Regions from separate parts of the Mus musculus genome. Here region 2 is linked to region 1. Evidence: chromatin contacts called from public HiChIP or PLAC-seq data. All regions are on one chromosome and are shown on one strand. Each heading gives the region's core, a stretch centred on a gene start, on an enhancer-like site or on the middle of the called end of the contact. The rest is flanking DNA. Distances are from core to core; before and after follow the strand shown.

What was found. HiChIP or PLAC-seq counts read pairs in DNA pulled down with a chosen protein or histone mark.
Region 2: a contact with region 1 is called in an H3K27ac HiChIP or PLAC-seq map of regulatory T cells, with 8 times the contacts expected there. The contact joins two enhancer-like sites.

What each region holds. Positions count from the first base shown.
Region 1 is chr14:15,807,576-15,810,747 of GRCm38.p6, forward strand. No RefSeq gene overlaps it. Among named protein-coding and RNA genes, the nearest start is that of Gm31804, 34 kb to the left of the region's middle. Within about 2 kb of position 1,711, at least 3 of the 459 cell types and tissues checked have an H3K27ac peak or open chromatin away from gene starts, as enhancers often do. A contact at or near this core is called in regulatory T cells, where this site is marked.
Region 2 is chr14:16,194,092-16,197,552 of GRCm38.p6, forward strand. No RefSeq gene overlaps it. Among named protein-coding and RNA genes, the nearest start is that of Oxsm, 48 kb to the right of the region's middle. Within about 2 kb of position 1,665, at least 18 of the 459 cell types and tissues checked have an H3K27ac peak or open chromatin away from gene starts, as enhancers often do. A contact at or near this core is called in regulatory T cells, where this site is marked.

The DNA.
Region 1 (3,172 bases), core at 461-2,960:
GTACGGTTGGTTTTCAGTTCAGAAAATTGTCTCCTGTGCCATTGTGTTCAAGGCTATTCTGCTTTTACTCTTCTATTGAGTTTACTTCATCTGGTTTTATGTTAAGGTCTAATCCACTTAAACTGTTGTACTATATTTTTATATACTCAATTATACTTTACTTAATCCAATAAGTAGATCCCATATTTGCTAAATATGAACATATCAGTTAATTTTCTACAACTGTAATAAAGTAGCATGACCAAGTCATTTATAGAAGTAGGGGTTTATCTAGGTTTGAATTCCAGAGGGGTAAAAATCCATGATGGCAGAGTGAAGGCAGCAAGTGGTACATATGGTGGCTGGAGCTGTTTACATCTTGAATCATGAGTAGGAAGTAAAGAAAACAAGCTCAAGTATTGGCAGGACTCTTGCTTTCTTAAATCCCTCCTCTACATGCATGTGCCTTCCATCCAGGCTTCACCTCCTAAATATTCCAACAGCGCTCTCAACTGAGGGTTGACTGTTCAAACATCTGAGCCTGTGGAGGACATTCTCATTCAAACCACCACAAGGAAGCATGACCTGTAGAGTGTCTGTCCTCTTGGACCACATGTGTCTTGGTGTCTATAAGGCAATTGGAAGGGTGAACACTTGCCTCTTTAGAAGTCTCCCAAACAGTTTCTGAAGACTGGCATAACTATCTCAACAAAGCCCTTACCTCCTTACAAACCAGTGTTGGTCCTTGCAGCAACAGATAGTTTAATTCCATTCTCCCGAAAAAATTAGTGCGACTTTTATGATTTTTAACATGATCAAAACAATGAGGTAGAAATGACATTTATGAATTTCTGAGGTCAACGCATATGAAGCATTTCAGTTGGCATGTAGTTTCTTGGCATGCTAGCTCTGGAAAAGCCAGACACCATGTAATAAGATGTACAGCTTCATTGAAGGAAGCATGCTTTGAGAAGACCAAACTGAAAATATTTTAGGCTAGACAGAAGCTGGGCAGTCCACTTCTGTTCCAACTGTTCTAGTGAGAACACTAGACACTTGCAGGACAGAATATGCTCAGCACAAGTACTAGCTTCCATGTAGCTTCAGTAATACCCATGACCCCAGTATAGCCACCTAGCTGAGCCAGGCAACCATAGAACCTAAAAAAGAGATAATTTTAATAGTACAGTTTCATATATTTTTATAAAGTAAAAAATATTTTTAGAATTATAGTATATACAATTTTTTCATGTTCAATAAGTATTTCTCAGTTGTTTTTCCAAATGTCTTTAACTGTTGGTCTCTTGCCGTGACTGTGTGAAAATTTTTATGTTTTTGAACCCTTTCTTTTACACTAATTATGTTTGTGAGAGATTTTCCTGTTACTGTTTTTACTTTGTCTCTGAAATAAAAGAAGCATTTGTGATTTCCATTTGCAAGGGGATGTTGTATATATTGTAATTAATGCACAGGATGAGAAATACTTTTTTTTTAATGCAAAAGCAAGAGTTTTATTTTCTGGTGTGTCAGGATCAAACCTCAATCAAGTCCCTCGATGTGAGTGGTGAGAAGGTGACCCCAAATGGCTATTACAAGCAGTTTTTATAAGTTTTAGGGGCACAGGTTACATAAGCAAGGTTACGTTCAAACTTATTGGCTAAGGATATTGACCTTTAAGTCTATTGGCTAGCAACCATGACACACTTTTGAACTCTTTCTGGGACTTTCCAGAGGGTCAGGTGACTACCAGTCAGTATGTTCTGAGAATCTTTTACTAAGTAAGACTGTTCCTGTGGGTGGAGAATGGAACTTGGCCTAGGCTTGACCCCAGGTGAAAGGAGGAAGCTGTAAGGAGAGTGTGGGACTGAAAAAGCCCTTAGGGTCCTTCACTCCCCCCTCCCCTTTTTTTTTCTTGTATAAGCTCCAATCCTTGAGCTATGCTCAGGGGTCTTGGGTAACTAACTCATATTGTTGGCACAGGACTGTCATTGTACTGCTCCTATTCTCTCTTTTATGAAGGCTATAATCTTGTTCAATATGCAGGGTCAACAATAGCAAGAGAACAATTAAGGGTCCTAACAAGGTGGATATGAGGATGGTTAACCAAGGGGAAGCATCAAAAGGAGAGTGGTACCAGCCTTTGGAATTTTCTTGTTTCCTTTGATGCACTCTAAACTTTCTCCCATTTTGGTAAGGGACTCTGTAATCACACTGGAGTGATTTACATAGAAACAGCATTCTTCATGTAATGCAGCACATAGCCCTCCCTACTGTAAAAATACCAAATCTAGCCCTTCCCTGTAATACACCCTCTGCCAGGGAATCAACATTACTTTCTAAATGGGAGATGGATTTCTCTAGACGTTGAATATCTTCGTCAATATCTGCTTTGAGGCTATTATAATTCTTATTTTGTAGGAGTAATGCTGCAATCCCAGTACCTGCCTTAGCTAAACCTGTTCCCAAAATTAGGGCCAATGTCAAAGAGACAGGTTATCTTTTCTGTACCATCACACTTCTAGTTGGGTTTCCAAGCTGCCCCCATCAAGTCTGGTTGAGCCTTGTGTGCATGGGGAAATTCCCAATTCCTCCAACCCTAAAGTGTTTTGTGTGCTAGTCCAGTTGGTGCCTCCAATAACCTATTATTCTGAAGAAACTGTCCTCCTGGCTCTATTATAGAGTTACTTCTTGCATTCCTAAATAAGTGAAGGATGCTCAGAGATTGGCATGTCTGGTGATCAGTGTCTTCAAGTTTTCACATTACAATCTTCAGAAGCAATCTTAGAGAAATGATCCAACTGTGTTCCAGGAGTTTGCAAGGCCAACCGGAAGGTCTCTCATACAGAGAGACAGTTCTCAAGATGTGCATGGTTCTGCATATAAAGCTATATTTCTTTTATTCTGATCCTGTCAAACATGAAAAAACTCACTGCTATCAGAAATTAGTACAGCAAATCAGATCATTGAAATTTCGTGTGGACTCTTTGGGAACACACAGAGTGATTTTTTTTTAAATAACTTGAAAGATGACAGGACTCTCCTTTGATCTCATCACTGAACAAGTTCCTGGCCAAGCACACAGAATAATAGGATGTCCAAACTTAAACTTATGCAGAGCCAGAGACAGATAGAGACATATAGAGAGAGAAGAGAAAGAGAAACAAAGAGATCAGTGGACCAATATCAGTGAGTT
Region 2 (3,461 bases), core at 415-2,914, 390 kb after region 1:
CTTTGTGCCCATCTGAACTAACTGCTGGGACTCACAATAGATCAGTCCTTATGACAGTGTGGTGTTCAATGCCAGTGCTCTGGACTCTCAATGGCTCCCACTGGTAATGTTTCAAAAGGATTTTAAGCCTAAATATTAGCAAAAAGACCTCATTTCTAACCATTTAGGAACAAGTCTTTTGTAGAATGGAGATCAGCACTCGGCAAATTCTCCTCATGAGGAACCAAGAAGTAAGTATTTCAAGCTCCAGTGGCCATGTGGTCTCTGTCAGCACCAAAGACAGCCACCAACAAACTTAAGTATATGTGTGGTTACATGTCCTAATAAAACTTTATGAGTTGCATAGGAAGGCAAATTCCATACAATTTTAGTTTCATAAAATACTATTCTTTGATTTTTTTTGTATTACTTCAAAACAAATTTACACTAAAGTCACGAGCCAAAACAGAATTTCCATTGGTACAAAGATAAGAGTGTGATGCAAGGAGCTGCCTGGCTCCATCACTAACAACAATTCTCCTTCAAGCTTCAATGTCCTTGTCTGTCAAAAAAGGAAAGGGATGCCGACATTTTATTTTAAACATAAGAGAGATGAGCTATGTCACATTGTTCACAAGGAACAACTTCCGAACACTATCGATGATGTGGTGGGGGGGAAGAGGAGAGGAGACTCCATTGTGTGAGAGAGTCAGATCATCTATTTAATCTTGCCTGATGCCGTGTGGTGCCATGAATTTCCAACTCCAGTGAACAGCTTTTGCTATTTATCTTTAGGGGTATGCAAAGATATCCTGGGACTTTTAATAGACTAATATTCCCTCTTTGCTTACTCTCTTTAAAATAGTTCATTATTTGGTTGGTTGGTTGAGTGACTTGTGTGTGTGTGTGTGTGTGTGTGTGTGTGTTCCCATAAGCATGTCATAGCATGTATGTGATCAGAGGACATTTTGTTTGTAGGAGTCCATTTTATGTTCTTGTTTCAGGTGCCTTTCTCCAGTGAGCCCTTGCTCTGGCCCCTTGCTACTTCGCTCTTTATGATATTCTGTTTGCATACTGAGTTATCACATTAGGCCTCAGCCAATTCTGTCCTCTAGACCTGAGTACCATATTATACAACTTTAATCTTATCTGAGACCCAAAATTCAAGCTTTTTCTTCTCTATTTTGTTAATTAAGCACATCACTCATGAGCATGGCTATAGGTTTTGTCTTAGGGTTTCTGTTGCTGCACTGAAAAACCATAACATAAAACCAAGTTGGGGAGAAAAGGAATTATCTGGCTTACACATCAACATCAGTGCTCATCATTGAAGGGAGTCAGGATAGAAGCTCAATCAAGGCAGGAGCTGATGAAGAGGCCATGAAGGGGTGCTGTTTACTGGATTGCTTTCTTTAGATAGAACACAGGACCACCACCTCAGTATGGCACTACCCACAATGGGCTGGACCCACCCCCATCAATAGCTAATTAAGAAAATGCCTTACAGCTTTGTCTTGTGGAAGCATTTTCTCAGTAAAGGTTCTCTCCTTTGAGATAACACTAACCTGTTTGTCAGTTGACTTAAGACCAGCCAGCACAGATTTCCAGCTCTTACACCAGCTGAGTCAGCAAACATTCTGCAACAGTGATTCCTCCTACCAGTATCTTCACTGTCACTGAAAGCTCGGAGGAATGGCTCTGCATCTGACTTCCTTTCTATATGCCATCTTTTATCAACACTCCAATACTGAAGGTTACCAAAATCAGATCTCCAACTTAGAGGGCTGATATAAAAAACTCCAGAATGAAAACATATTGCTTCCCCTTTATTTCTTCTTATAGAAAAGGATAATGTTTAAGGAAAGTCAAAATATTCTAAAACAAACAATATGCTTCTTAAAACTAACGACACTCATGACTCTCGACCTCCATAGCACATGAGTTTTTGTGCTCTGTGCCCCTGATACCCGTGAGTGCTGGTGGCATTTGCAGTTCCAGAAGGTGGCAGTTTTTGCTTTAAAATTCATTTCCCAGACCTGCATTCACAGTCCTAAGCCTAGTAAAAACTAGAGAACATTTGTTGAACAAGTGTCCGTGCTAAAGTCTACAAGAACTGCAAAGCAAAACATTACATCTCTAGTACCCACTAACTTGCAATCCATGTCCTGCTTTTCTCCAGAACTCAGTTTCATTTGGAGAGTAAAATGAAAGAGTTTAGCCAGTGAGTCTTCAGGTTTTCATTGGCTCTTTTCAGTAGCTGTATCAGCAAACATAGAGGGTGTTGTTCAAGCAGGGCACAAGTAGCTTTCTACTTGTGAATGTCTCTTGCTGGAGAGACACCATAGGGAAATTTTTTGAGGAATGGAATTTCCATTTTTCATGGATTCTGCTGGTCTTGTCCTTAATAAGTAAACATGATTGTGCCTTTTGCACCACACCACGCCTATGCTACACGGGGTTTAAAAATTACAGTTTTTCAAGTTTGAAAGAATAAGGACAAATCAGGTCTACCTTGTGACATAAAAACATTGTTAGAAACAAAGTGTTATGTTGAAAACGTGACAAAGAAACATTTACTCAAACATTTTTAAAAATAAACTAGTTCAGTTTAAGTGAAAGGCCTATTAACCATCAAGGCTTTGGCTCCATCATGTGGCCGTTTGGATTTATTTTACTTTAGTGTTCATAAGATTTTTTGTTTTGTTTTGTTTTGTTTTCAAGATAGGGTTTTTCTATGTGGTCCTGGCTGGCCTGGAACTCTCTCTGTGGAGCAGACTGGTCACCAACACTGAGATCCACCTGCCTCTACCTCCCAATTGCTGGAATTAAAAGCATGTGCCGCCAATATTATTTACGAATTTAAAAGTGCGTGTATCTAAACTTTACAGCATAACATTTTGACCACTGTATATATTATGAAATGATTACTGCAATCAAGGTAGTTAGCATATCCATATGCTAATATCTCTCATAGAGACCCTTGTATATGACAATAAACCTTAAAATTGACAGTTCTGGAGCTGGAGAGACAGCTCAGCAGTTAAGAAGAGTATTTGCTGCTTTTACAAAGAATCCAGGTTCAGTTTCTTTCTTTCTTTCTTTCTTTCTTTCTTTCTTTCTTTCTTTCTTTCTTTCTTTCTTTCTTTTTCTCTTTCTTTCTTTCTTTCTTTCTTTCTTCCTTTCTAAGATTTATTCATTTATCTTACGTATATGAGTACACTGTAGATGTCTTCAGACATACCAGAAGAGGGCATCAAATCGTATTAAAGATGGTTACGAGCCACCATATTATAGTTACTGGGAACTGAATTCAGAACCTCAGGAAAAGCCATCAGTGCTCTTAACCACTGAGCCATCTCTCTAGCCCCGCAAGTTCAGTTTCTAATTCTCAGGTTGGCCACTTCACAACTGCGATCTGGCACCCACTTCTTGATTGACACACATAAACCCACACAGAAACATATAAATAACAAATTATAATT